2 separate regions of the Arachis hypogaea genome follow, and region 2 is linked to region 1. Evidence: chromatin contacts called from public Hi-C data. All regions are on one chromosome and are shown on one strand. The core of a region is the stretch at or near the end of the contact, and the rest is flanking DNA. Distances in the headings are between cores, read along the strand shown. Region 1 holds the start of LOC112783007. Region 2 holds the start of LOC112786056.

Evidence for each region. A called contact is a pair of places that touch in the nucleus more often than the background predicts.
Region 2: a Hi-C map of leaf shows a contact between it and region 1, with 1.6 times the contacts expected there. The contact joins the promoter of LOC112786056 here to the promoter of LOC112783007 in region 1. A contact is called at or near these places in 2 of 8 Hi-C or Micro-C datasets (both in leaf).

The regions. Positions count from the first base shown.
Region 1 is chr20:99,839,113-99,846,185 of arahy.Tifrunner.gnm2.J5K5, reverse strand. LOC112783007 reads left to right here and starts at 4,950. Exons shown (of 2, transcript XM_025825726.2): 1 at 4,950-5,283; 2 at 5,855-7,073. The coding sequence starts at 5,889.
Region 2 is chr20:99,988,266-99,995,953 of arahy.Tifrunner.gnm2.J5K5, reverse strand. LOC112786056 reads left to right here and starts at 3,254. Exons shown (of 1, transcript XM_025829480.1): 1 at 3,254-4,390. The coding sequence starts at 3,254. The coding sequence ends at 4,390.

The DNA.
Region 1 (7,073 bases), core at 3,701-6,200:
GGGCACATGTGATTCCGGTTTATTCCAGTCTCTCCACTATCTGTGCCGGCACGCACTTGCCGAGTGTGCCGCTGCTAGCATTGAGTGGGCCCTGTATGTGCATCCAGTCTACCGGCACCCTAAACCTAGCACAAGTGGATAGAGTTCTAAATTAACCCTACAGACCTAACTCCTAACTCATATACCAACGTTCCAGATCTTCATGACTACCCTAACAATGGCAACATCATTAAATTTAACAACCATAATGAAACTAACCTCGAAGTCGGCCGCCCCAGCATCATGTATCGTCTCGTTCAGCCTGTTTATGTCCCTGTCATTCCCCACTTGGTGCGCCATCACCGCTTGGGTCAAAGGTATAGTCAGAAAGGGTTAAAAGAGGAGAGAAAGATGTTGACAAAGTCAAACTGGAGTCTGGAAGTCAGCTGTAAACGACTTCTATATATAGGCGTGAACGGGCCATATCTCGTTTACACTGTAAACAAGATATGGCAAGGGAATTTAAATCGGTAAATTCTCTAAAAAATATTTATTTTTGTAAATATTACATTTATTTTATTTATTAAAATAAAAAATCCGAATGGAAAAATAGACTTTATTAAAATGAAAAATTATTTTATTAACTTTTTTATAGAAACAAGTTTTTTTAATATTTTTTATTTTGTGGATATATATTATATCCGATCCGATTTGATCCGCACATCGGATTAGATTGGATACGAGCATAAAAAGTTCAAATATTGAATTCGGTCCGACAAATTTAGTGCAAATTAGATTGAAATTTTTGCCATATCTAATCGGATCTACAAATACCACTATTTGTATTACCGAAATACCCTTGAAAAGTGAAAACACACGGTACATCCTGTTGACAGTAAATATTAAACGCCTCTTTGAATTATTTAACCAAATTTGGATTTTTTTTTAATAAAAAACACTTAAAAAATTAAATTTATTTGAATACTCTTATCTATCTTCTATCTATTATTTATCTATTATATAAAAAAAATATAAGAATAGTTTAATGCTCAAATTATTTTATCAAAATGTTATTCATTATATATAATTTATAAAGTAAAATCTTTTGTTACATACTATCTTAACTAATTTTAAATTTATCATCATCATTATTTTTAGGGGTAAGTATTTTTTTGTCCCTAACGTTTAGGGTCAGAATCGAAACAGTCTTCAATGTAATTTTTAATTTAGAATCATTCTTAACGTTTTATTTTCATATTAAAATCGTCTTTTTTTAATAAAATTTTTAATTTTATTACTAAATTACCCTATTTTAATAAATAAAAAAATTATAAAATTAAAAAAAAAAAAGAAAAAAACGCGAGGGGGAGGGGAGAAAGGAAAAAGGAAAAGGAAAAGGGAAAAGGCGCGAGAGGGGGGAGGAAAAGGGGAAAGGGAGAGGGGGAAGGGGGGATGGGGGATGACGCCGGCGAAACTTGAAGACGCCGTCGCCGTCAGCAGCTTTGACGAAAATCGAAAAGAAAGAAAGAAAGAAGAAAGGAAAGAGGGGCTGCGATGGGAGAGAAGAGAAGAGGGAAAGGAGATGCATCGGCGCTACTAGGGCTCGCTGCCGTCGTCGCATCGTCATCGGGCCTTGGAGGGAAACCACGCCGTTGAGTCGTCGCTGCCGATTCGCCCACGAGCTCCCGTCGGGGAAGCAGAACAATGAAGAGAGGGAGATGCGCGAGGAAGAAGAAAGGACGAAGCGCGAGGCGGTGACGGAAGGGGAAGAGGCAAGGGCGGCGCTGGTGGTTCTACTTCGGCTTCTGCATCTGCTTCTTCTTCTGCATCTACTTCTGATTCTGCTTCTGCATCTGCTTCTGCTTCTTCTTCTACTTCGCCTTCTACATCTGCTTCTTATTCTGCTTCTGTATATGCTTCTTCTTCAGCTTTTGCGTCTGTGTCTTCTTTTGCTTTTGCTTTGTTTCTGCTTTGCTTCTACTTCTGATTTTGATTTTGATTTATTATTTTTCTGATTTTATTATTGTTGTGTATTGATTTTGTTGTTGAATTTGATGTTGTTGTTTCTGAACTTAAATAATATGTTATTGTTAGTGTTCTTGAATCTGATTATTAGTATTTGATGGGAGTAAGGGAGGTGGTAGTGGTGGAGTAAGGGAGGTGGTGGTGGTGGTAAAGGTACTGGTAGTGCTAGAGGGTATTTTTGTCCGTAAAAAGTTAAAAGGACGATTTTAATACGAAATAAAACGTTAAGGACGATTCTAAATAAAAAATTACGTTAGGGACGATTTTGATTCTAATTTAAATATTAGGGACAAAAAAAATACTTACCCCTTATTATTATTATCATCGTCATTATAAAAAGGTGGATTAATACACTAGTTTATATAATTTTTTTTGAATAATCAAGCATACAACAATTATGGGGTATGTTATGTTTGAATATTAACGAATCATGATATACATCCAAGTCTTTTTGACAATTAAGTATAACTAAGTTGGTCCAAATCTAATAAAAATCAATTTTATTAGTTAGAGCGTGAATACACGCTTCAACTACGTGAATATTCTTGCATTCCTCTCCTCCTCCTCCTCCTTCTTCTTCTTCTCTTTCTTCTTTGCGTTTCTCCTCCTTCTTTTTCGCATTCCTTCTTCTTCTTCTTCGCTTGTTTTCTTCTCATAATCGCTCTTTTATTGCTGTTGTTGTTATTGCATTTTTTCTTTTTCATCCTCCTCCTCTTTCTAGTAATTTTTCACCATTATGTGTTTCTTCTTTTTCTTCTTTATTTGATTTTTTTGTTTTTATTGTTGTTAAGAAAATAAAACCAGAAGAATAATGAGAAGATAAAACAAGAAGAAGATGATGAATAAGACAAGTAGAAGATGATGATAATGATGAAGAAGAAGATGATGATGATAATGATGAAGAAGAAGGAGGAGGAGGAGTTTTGAGTTCGGTGCATGATTTAACTTTGTTGCATTCTGATCTTAACTTGTTTTAAACTGAGTTTGTTTGTGTGTCATCATCATTAAAAAATTTTGGTACATTCTGGATTTGAATTGTTATACATATAAAAAGAAGACAATGATAATAACAATAACGATAACGATGATGATAATAATGATGATGGAGGAAGAAGAGGAGAAAAAGAAAGGAGGAGACGAAGAAATTTAAATGAGAAAAGAAGGAGGAGGAGGAGATGGAGGTGGTGGTGGTGGTGACGACGACGATAACAAAGGAGAAAGACGAGAAAAAAAGAGGAAGAAGAGGAGAAGAAGAAGAAGAAAATGATGATAATGAAAAAGGGGGAAGAGGAGTTTTGAATTATCATTTAGTAATTTCGGTGTATTCTTGATTTAATTTCGGTGCATTCTGGTTTAAACTTGTTTTAAATTGAGTTTGTTTGTGTGTCGTCATCATTAAAAAATTTCGGTGCATTTTGGATTTGAACTGTTATACATGTAAAAGAAGAAGACGACGATGATGACAATAACGATAACCATAATGACAATGGAGGAGAAGGAAAAGGAAGGAGGATATAGAAGAAATTCAAATGAAAAAAAAAAAGAGGATGAGAAGGAGGAGGAGATGGAGGTGATGGTGTGGTGGTGACAACGACAATAATAAAAGAAGAAGATGAAGGAAAATGAAGAAGAGGAGGAGAAGAAGTCCGCAAAGAAATTAGAAAAAAAAAATGAAGTACGCAGAGAAAGAAATTGTCAAAAAACAATTACATATAGTAGTGTATTTAGTCAAAAAGTAGTTAAAAATAATGACACGTGATGTCAATTAGGTTATACCAATTTAATTAGATTTAGTTGAATAATTAACTTAATTTTCGAGCATTATTGTGCTTATAATCATGAATACTTTAACGTATAAACTGTATGTTAGTTTTGATTATTAGTTGAGTTGAAAAATGATTATTTTTGTTTTATAATAGACCTTATGAGTTCCCAGACATGTTCCTAACCTAACAAACCTACCAAAACAAATAAAAAGTAGTAGTTTGGGATGAACCCATGAAAAAAAGCAGGGTCGAAAGAAATAGATATTCTTAATATTTTTATTTTTTCAAAGTGTAGTTTTTTATTATACATTTTTTAGTAAGACAAAAAAAATATGTAAAAAAAATATTAAATAATATAAAAAATTACCCTTTACAAAAAGATTAGAAAAATTGAGATGATCTATTTCTGTTCTGAGAGGTAGGGGTGTGCATGGGTCTGGTGAAACCGGATTTGATGTGATTCAGATCCGACCCGAAATATATATCGGGTCTATTTATTAGACTCGAACTCGACTCTAGACCCGATGAAATCTATACACTTTCGGGCTACGATTAAACCGGGTAAAAACTGGGTAAAAACTGGGCCATTAACACTACATTATCTTGATACTTTTTTATAAGCTAGCATGTGAAAATATCCAAATTTCTAAGACTCCAACCATTATTTGCATGGTAAAATTCACTTAGAATAATATAACAAGAACCAACTCTTCTCTAAAATTAAAGCATAACAACCATAATCAATACTAATATTGTCTAATAACACCAAATATTTAAATCAATATAAATAACACAATATTATACATTAGTCTAAAATCTTATGCATTTTAAAAATAAAACATTAACTTATAGTCTTATAATAACTAATAACACAAAATATTACAATACTTAAATTTCACATAAGAATAACCATCATTCATCACTAATAACACAAAATATTAATTGTGTATGATGACCGGACCACCGGATCGACTTCAGGTGACCCGAATTATGGTCCGAACCCGACCCAAAATAATGACCGGATCTATTTTTTAAACTTTATCCGACTCTAAATCCGATAAAATCACATCAAAATAATTTCTAAAATATTCGGGGCCGGATCAGATTTTCGAGTCGAGTCGGATCATGCATACCCTACCGAAAGGGGACAAAAGAGGGATTAAGGAAGAGGGAGAGAGAATTGAAATTTGAGGAAATGAAAGAGGCGGGATAACTGATTTGGTGATGGCCAGAAATTAGGGGGCCACGTGTCTGAAGTTGGTCGGCATTTTCCGTTTTGGCTCAGTGTGCGAGACTCTCTCTTCCTTCTCATTTCTAAACCCACTTGCTTTCTTATTTTTTCTCTTAACCCTTTTTCTTCCATTTTTCTTTCTTGTGCCCATCACTTCCCTAATCCTAAGACATTCGCATTCACATTCACATTCACAATTTAGTAATCAGTAGCATCAGTTCCTTACTCTCGTTTGTTTCCCTCAAATCCCAGTCTTTTCCATCGCTTCAATTTCCGCACCAGGTTAGTCATCGCAAAATCATACATTTCTTCGGAGTGTTGTTGTTGTTGTTGTTATTATTATACGCTTGTACAATTCATTTTGCGACGGATGAATCGTGATTTTCTGTTCTTGATTGGTTATTTACTCTCTGATTGGAGGTTCTTGACTTAAAGCTAACCTTACTTCATTTCCAAAATTTGGAATATGCTGTTGAACACAGAGTCAGGACTGTACTTCGGTTTATGTTAATAATGGATTAATCTGGAAAACAATAAATATGCATCTTTTTTCTTGGTTTTCTTTAATCTTGGTCAATGAGTTCTAGCTTTAGGCTTTGTAATGACATGACATGACATGAGAGGCGTGGAGATTCTAAATTTTCCAGATATGTTTCTCTTGCTATCTCTCTTTAGGGTTTTGGACTTTATGCAAAGAGCTGGATTTGCAATCTGAGATTTTTATTTATTCATATTATTGATTTTTCTTTTTAAAAAAATGGTTTGAATCGCATGACATTTATCCTTGTTGATTCCTGATAATTGAATAAGAAATCTTAGTCCTTTGGGAAATTTGGTTTCCCTTCCCATGCAGGTTCCTGCCATAGATTTAGCCCCCAAAACTTTAGATGGAAGGTTCTGATAATTCTGATTTAGATTTTAACCAAAAGGGTGTGGAGGCGACACCGTATTATACACCACATCAGAAACCAAGTTTACCAGAGTCTGGCCCTGAACCTGTCAATATTGACTTCTCGTCTCCAGGCTCAGGTGTTGATAGCTTCGGGACTTCTGTGAAGGAGGAGCCTGGATCGTCTTCCTCGACATCCTCAGATTCGGAGACAGAATCTTTTAGTCTATCTGGAACTGACATCCATGAGACACCTGTGAATACTGATGAAAAAGGGCTGCCTAAAGGTATTAAGATGCAAGAATTTCCTGATACTGATGCAGAGCAACACAGTCATAAACTTGGGGAGGATAAAACAGATAGCTTTCTGATGGGACAGAATAGAAATTATGAAGAGTTGGTCAGCAAATTCAATAAAACTGAGGAAGAGCTTAAAGTTTCCAACTTAAAACTTTCACTCTCGGAACAGGAGATTCTCCAGTTGAAAGATGAGCTTGACAGTGTGCGGAAAGAATTAAAAGTGAAAGTGAATGATCTTGAATGCGAAAAAGGACAGGTACTGGAGTTGCAAAAGCAAACAGCCGAATTGGAAACTCATGTTCCAGATTGTTACAACAAGATTGCAAATTTGGTGGAACAGCTGGAGGCAGCAAAAGAACAGCTTAAGACCTCAAATGATGAACTTGAAAGGTTAAGAGAGGAACTCCAGAGTAGGTCATCTGACACGCATGAGTTGCAGGCACAGCTTGAAGTGGCAAAGGAAAACACAGCCACATTAGAATGCCAGCTTGGTTCTAGGAGAAAGCAGATTCTGCAGCTTGAGGGCAGAATTTCATGTTACAAAGCTAATGAAACAAAGCATGCACGTGAGATGAAAAAATTGAAGGATGAAATGCTTACTTCCAAGGCACAAATCACTTGGGAGAGAGATCAGATGCAAGCTAATATTCATAGTTTGTCAGCGATTCAAAAAGAGATGGGATCTACACTCCGGGAGTGTGAAGCTAGAGGCGATCTTTTGCAAAAGCAGTTGATACAATTTGAAACCGAAAAATTGAAAGAAGAAGAGCAGCATGCTACCGAAAAGAGGGCTTTGCAGGGTGAAATCAGCTGTTTGAAGGAAGAGCTTGATCAGAGAAGACATGATGTAGAAGCTGTTAATATGGAATTTGACAAGCATAAG
Region 2 (7,688 bases), core at 2,005-4,504, 150 kb before region 1:
AGCTGATATACGTAAAGTTTTTCCTATATATATTATATATGGGTGAATGCTATAATATTTATATTATAGTAGTATCTTAAGAATATTGTTAAAATTAAAATAATATTTTTTATTATATAATAATTTTTTAATTTAAAAATACAAAATATTACTAAAATATAAACAAAGTGTAACATTAGTTTTAATAAAATTTATATATCTTATGGTCACTATAATTATAGGCATGATATATAAACTCTATCTTATATATGACGAAAATGGAGAGACATTTAGTATGTAATTTTTTTATAAAATATATTTATTAAATTTATTATAATAAATAAAAAAATAAATTAATAAATTAGTGTCTATAATATATTAATATATAAAATTTAATTTTAATATATTAATATAAAAATATTTTTCACGCATTTAATTATATATTGATATATTATTACTACTTTCTACGATTATCATTTAAATAGTCAAATAATTTATAATGTGAATACAAAAAAAAATGGGTTATGTTACGTGTACACTAAAACCAGCCACCATTATAAAATATATATTGAAATACAAATATACTATGAAAATAAATTAAATCACACATATATTTATATATAAATACATTGGTAGCTAGTGATGAAGAAAGATTGTGAGAGATCATGAGAGCGAGAGAGTGTGGGGAGTGGGGAAACACCAGGCAGGGTCGGCCTGTGCATACTCAACATCTAGTTCAGGATCCAAGAGTTTGGAATCGAGAAAAGTTTCTTCAATTGGAACAGGACTCTTTCACCATCTTCGTGGACAGACTACTGGGAGACATATCGAAGCGGGAGTTGTTTGGATTGTTCTCTTGGACAGGGAGGATCAACGACATTTACTTATCTAGGAAGACAAGGGGTAGCTTGGTGTACTTGTTTGCGTTTATCCGGTATACTACGAAAGGTGGAGCATTGAAGGCAATCTCGGATATGAACCGAATGCGCTTACGGGAAAATGAGATTTTTGTTAGTGAGGCTAGATTCCGGAGGGGTGACTCCAAGGGGAGTAAAGGCCAGGACAGTGCTGGTACGAGGTTGGGTGCTGACAAGAGGGTGGTTGTTTGTGGGAACTCTGTTGATAAGGAGGGAAATTCTGGGGTAGCCAGGGTGGTCGAGTGTGAGTCAAATGTCAATTTGGACAAGGTTCAGTTGGACGTAATTAAGAGTGATCCTCAGCAACGGTGTTGGCCGAAGGGTACAGAGGACACGGGGGTACGGGTCATTAAGGCTTCACTGGTAGAAAGCAATATGGACTGGTTGCGGCGGAGCATTGTTGGTAGTACTTGGAAAGCTATTGATTACAGCCGGTTGAACGCCATAGCTCGACGGGAGTGGCCCCATGTGGTGTAGGTTTGTGAGTTGGGGGCTCACAAAGCCTTGCTAATTTTCGATAGTAACTGCCGGGCGGATGAGGCTCTAACGTTTACTATGAATGGCCTCCTGAAATTTTTCTATCGTGTTTGTCGTTGGAGTGAGACTGACCGGTGTGATAGGAGAAGAGTCTGGATCGAATGCAGTGGGATATCGTTCATGTATGGTCTGAAGATACGTTCCGATTAATTGGTGAACAGTAGGGAGAGGTGGTGAGTTATGATCCAGCAACAATATCGGGAGTGTCTTTCAGCGTGGGACGTGTGTTGATTGATACGGCCAGGTATGAGGTAATTCATGAACGAATTGGTATCTCTGTTGGAACGGATATGTTTGATACATTTGTCACAGAGGTGGGGAGTGGAGCCTATGCTTCCCTGGATCATGAGACGAATGTTGGTAGGGGAGGTAACCGGGGCCTCGTTATTGGAGGAGGTTGTGCTACTGGAGGTCGTGGATGTACTGTTGAGGATGCTCGGGGTCATGAGCAAAGGGTGAGCTGGGATGCAGCGGCGGAGTTGATGGCGGGGACAGCAAGGGAGGACGAGCCGGTGAAGGGTCGAGTTGTAATTTTCTCGGAGATTTTGAATGAGTGGAGTAACAAACTTTTAAATTTTGAACCGAAGAGAGGTACAACCAAGGCAGTTATTTCCAGTGTGACGAAGGCTAAATGTGCGGAGTCTTCACCGAACGATGAGGGCGCTGACTCAGAGAGGACTTTGTCCTGGGATCTGGCAACGGGGAGGGAGGTGGCTGAAGGGGACGTCACTAGTGGTAGGAGATGGGTGGGTCCAAGTGAAGTTCACGTGACTCCTTCTAGTGGGGTAGCCCAAAACGGTTCAACGAATTCTAAGGATGTTCAATTGGGCTTGTAGTTTGGTAGCCCACTTGATGGGTGTGTGAGGAGGCGGGAGTTGGGCCAGGCTGATTGTCAAGTGGCACAGGCAGTGGGTCAGGTCCAGTCTGAGGTCTCTGTGAGTGAGGGCACGTGGTCAATAAGTGGTGCCTACCAACAATATGCCGATGACTCTGCAGGAGCCATGGAAGGGCATGCAGCGTGCAAGGAGGTGAGACGAGAGGAAAGGGTTGGTCCAGGGGACGCGTTAGGGTGCTCGCGGTTGGCACCTACGGTGGTGCACGAGGAAGGCGCGATTTGCCTATGGTGGGAGGGGGAAGCCGCTTCGGGTGTTGGCAGGCAGCCTGGCTGCTGCTAAGCAACCGAAGCCCCTGGTGGTGGTTGAGGAGATTGGCACAGATGGAAGGGCGGGGCGGATTATTGTGGCTGGGGATTTGGGTGAAAAGGGGAAGGTTGGACATGGCGTGGGGGTTCAGTTTGGGCTTGATGGGTACGGCGAGGATGATAAAATTATGGTAACCGATTGGAAGTGTGATAATGACCGAGTAGTAGGGGAACGTGGTATTGCTGAGGAATTGGGTGTAGCTATAGTAGCACAATGCGCTGGGGGGTTATAGTGCCAAGAGAGCTTGGCAAAAGGTAATGCAGCGGCTGACCCAGTTACCGGTGCAGCGGCCAGTCTGTCGGTGACGTTGGTGACAGAGGGATCGGGGGAGGGAGTATTGCTGGCAGGTTTCGAGCCTGACCCACATGTTGAAGAAAGCGACGGTGATTCGGAAACGTCTGGCACCAAAAGAGCAGAAGAAATACAAGAAAATAGAAATGCTTGGACCCTGGCGGTGGAATCTGGAGCGCTGCCTTATGATGAGGAAGAGGATATAATGGCGATATTCCAGGCACAGAATGAGAAGATCGCTTTGAGGAAGAAGCTGGCTAAACAGAAAGAAAAGGCTAGAAGAAGTCGTCCAAAAAATAGAAAATAGGTGTGTACTACTGTTTTAAAATGACTTTTGCATCCTGGAATGTTCGGGGGTTGGCGGGGACTGAAAAATTGAGTATGGTCAAAAATTTTAGAAAGAAGTTCAATGTGCATGTGCTAGGCTTAATAGAGACAAAGAAAGAGGTGATGACTAAATTTGAGGTTGTGCAGTTGTGGGGTAATGATGGAGTGGGTTGGGAGTTTGTGGAGGCAGAAGGTGCTTCTGGCGGCCTGTTATTGATGTGGGATAGCACGGTTTTTAACTTAAGTAGTTGCTATAAAGGAGCTAGGTGGCTATGTGTGGATGGAGTGTTGTTAAAGAATAATTTTCGGTGTGCGTTCTGTTTGGTGTATGGTGAACATGATAGGGAGGAAAAGCTTGTAGTGTGGGAAGAGCTAAGCTTCTTGTCCGGCTTATGCCAGGTACTGTTCTGTTTTATGGGGGATTTTAACGAGATTGTCCAAGTGGAAGAACGACTGGGGGCCACGTCTCTGCCATGGTCTGTAGCAGAGTTTAAATCTTGGGTTCATGATATGGAGCTGATGGATCTAGTTTTATCTGATAGGCGGTTCACATGGTTCCGGGGCCAATCATGTAGTCGTATTGACAGGGTCTTGGTTAGTTTGGAATGGTTGGAAGAATTTCCTAAAACAAGGTTACAAGGAAGTCCAAGAGGGCTGTCAGACCATTGTCCAATGATTATGAACGTAACTAGGTTGGGAGGGGAGCCGAGACCGTTTCGGAGCCTGGATTCATGGTTTACTCACGATGGGTTTTTGAGGATGGTAAAGGAGGAATGGAGGAGTCTCAGGGAGATTCAGTTCATGGATAAATTGAAGGCTATGACGGCCCCACTGGGGAGATGGCATAGAGAGCAGTTTGGTGATCTGGACATAAGGATTAACAAGTTTGAGGAGGAGATCAGGAAGGTAGATGATATGGTGAGTCATGGAGTATATGATGGAACAATGGAGGCGAGAAGGAAGGCGCTTGTGAGCTCTTGTAAGAAATGGTATATCAGAAAGGAAATCCACTGGAAGCAGATGTCACGGTCTAGGAATGCTAAGGAGATGGATAAAAACACTAGATACTTTCATAATCTCGCATCGGCTCGTAGGAGAACAATCGAATTGAAGCCTTACGGATCCATGGGAGAGTAGTAAGGAATCAAGCACGGATCAAGGTAGCTATAAGAGATTTCTATAAAGAGTTGTATCACCAGGAACCTTCACCTAATATTGGGATCCGGGATGGGCTGATTAGGCGAATAATTGGGGAGGAGGCAGCAGAGCTGGAGTTGATGTCAAGTGTAGAAGAAATAAAGGCTGCAGTGTGGGATTATGGGTCTTCAAAAGCTCCTGGTAGTGATGGGTATAACATGAATTTCATAAAAAAGTGTTAGGCAGAGATTGGGAGGGAATTCACGGAAGCAGTGTTGGGGTTCTTCCAATCAGCTATGCTACCTAGGGACTCGAACGTCACTTGGGTGGCGCTGGCACCGAAGTTCGTCGGAGCTACAGAGATAAAAGATCTTCGGCCGATTAGTATGGTGGGGTACGTTTATAAGGTCATATCTAAGGTGATGGTTCAAAGGATGCGACATGTGATGCCAGGTTTAGTAGGCGAGACTCAAAGTGCTTTTGTGCAGGGCAGGAAAATCCACGACGAGGCTTTGATAGCGTGTGAAACTGTGCATTGGCTAAAGTCCAGAAGACGAAGCTCTGCAATTATTAAACTGGATTTTCAGAAGGCGTATGATCGGGTCAAATGGAGTTTTGTCGATATCGTTCTGCAGAAGATGGGTTTTGGATATCGTTGGCGGAGGTGGATCAAGGGGTGTGTATGTTCTGCGTCCATGTCAGTTCTTATCAATGGAGCTCCCACTAAGCCTTTCAAAATGGAAAGGGGGTTACGACAAGGAGACCCTTTATCGCCCTTTCTGTTTGTGTTAGTTGTTGATGTTCTTCATCGAATGATCGGAGAGGCGGTGAGGAATGGCCGTATACTTCCGCTCTTGGTTGGACGGGATAACATTGAGTTGTCACACTTACAGTTTGCAGACGATACTATTCTTTTTTGCCCTCCAGAGGAAGCGACCATAAAGAATTACAAGCGTCTACTGCGGTGCTTTGAGCTGATGTCGGGGTTGAGTATTAATTTTGAGAAGTCAAGTTTCATTCCGGTTAACTGTGAACAGCTATGGACGCGGAAGATATGTTGCTTGCTGGATTGTAAGGAGGCAGCCCTCCCTGTTCGGTACTTGGGCATCTCATTGGGAGCGAATCCGAGGCTTGTGAAAACGTGGCAACCAGTGATTAATAAGGTGGAAGACAAACTGAGCCTGTGAAAAGCAAAGACACTCAATAAGGCGGGTAAGCTGGTGCTCATAAAATCTGTCCTTAATAGCTTGCCTATATACTATCTGAGCTTGTACAAGATGCCAAAGGCAGTAGCAGAGAAATTGATTTCCTTACAACGTCGATTCTTGTGGAGTAAAGAGGATGGGAGGATGGGGATGCCACTAGTGAGGTGGGAGGGAGTAATGGCGCTTAAAAAGGTGGGTGGTTTGGGAGTAGGAGATGCAGTGCTTCGGAATACTGCTCTTCTGTTTAAGTGGTGGTGGCGGTTTTCGAAAGAGGAGTGCCCCCTTTGGAAGAAAGTGGTTTGTTCTTGTAATAGCATGAATCCTTCTGAGATGCTGCATGGGCAACCTGTTCCCAAAAGAGGGGGTCCTTGGAAGGATATCTATCAGCTTCAAATAAGAGAGCCACAAGTTAGAGAGACGATGATCAGAGGCCTATCAATGGAGGTTGGGAACGGCAGAACAACCTGGTTCTGGGAGCACGTCTGGCTCCCTGATGGGGTCTTGAAAGATTTTTTTCCAAGACTTTTCTCGGTCTCGAATCTTAAAGGTTCTGTTATAGGGGACTGCAGGTTTTGGGATGGGTTGGAGTGAATATGGAGCTTCCAGTAGAGGAGACAGGTGTTTTAGTGGGAGCTGAAACTTTTGAATCACCTCCACGAGATACTACACTCGGTTAAGCTAACAACGGAGAGAGAGGATAAGGTGGTTTGGAAATTTGACAGAACTGGTATTTTCTCAACTAACTCCTTTGTGAAGGGGTTGTAGGAAGCAGTCCTCCCAGAGAAAATAACTAGCTATAGCTTCACTAGTGTTATTTGGAGGGGCTTCGTCCCGCAAAGGGTTGAACTGTTCTCTTGGTTTGTCTTGATTGGGAGGGTGAATACTAAAGAAAGGCTTCCTAGGCTAGGGGTTATTGGCCAGCTCAATAATATGTGTCCTTTATGTTGCAAGACTGTTGAGTCAGCTATCCATCTGTTTCTTGGCTGTGAGCTCACTTGGCAGGTGTGGTGTGCATGGCTATTCGCCCTTGGAAGGTCCTGGGCCGTACCAGAAACACTGAAGCAACATTTTGAGAGCTGGGCGCATGCTTCACATAGAAAGGTTGAGAGAAAGAGGTGGTTGATTGGATTCTTTGCTGTAATCTGGGCAATTTGGCTGGAAAGAAATGATCGTGTCTTCAATAATCATGGCTCAGAAGTGGTGGAAATCATCAATAGGTCCTTTTCGCTATCCGACGAGTGGCTTGGTGGTACTCCTTTTGGTTGTTGATGGCAACATTGAAAATGACGAGGGGTTGATGGCTTTTATTTAAGTTGTCTTATGTTTCTTATCTCTGTTTGCTCCACCTTGTTGTGTTGAGCACTTTTTAATTCAAAAAAAAAAACATTGGTAGCTAATTTTAATAGCTAATTTTAGTGTACAAATAGCATTTCTCAAAAAAAAAAAATAATTCACTTTTTTATTGCGACGGGTCATCTTCATTCTTCAACCATCATCTCAATGTCGATACTAGTAGGTTACTTCACCCTTTTCATTTTTCAGTGTGTGTAAAATATAATAATATATAAAATTAAGAATAAAACATATTTTTTATTTTTAATATTTTTAAAATTTTTTAAAATTATTTTTAATATTTAATTTGATTCAATCTTATTTTTAACATTTCAATAAATTTTAATTTTATCCTGCAAATTTTTTAAACAATCAATAATTAATCAATTATTTTCTTCCAATTCTATCCTTAACCAAAATCTAAATTTTAACTCCAATTCACTCAAAAATTTTAATTTAACCCCAAACCCTTTTAATCTCATCCTCCATCATCTCATCCTTCTCTTCTCTCACCATCATTACCTCCCCTCTACCATCATATTGGTGGCGCCACAACAACTGCAAGGATTCCGGCGCTGCAAAGATGTCACCCGACCGCTTACTCAACTAGACACCAACCTCATCGTGCTACTCCCACTCCATCCTACCTCAGCTTCCAGTTCTAGACCAACCGACCAAGGGGCCACTAAGTTCAATAGCCAATGGCCTCTATTTCCATCTTATGGTCTCTAGTGATATCTCCAACTCCAATTGGTTCCAAT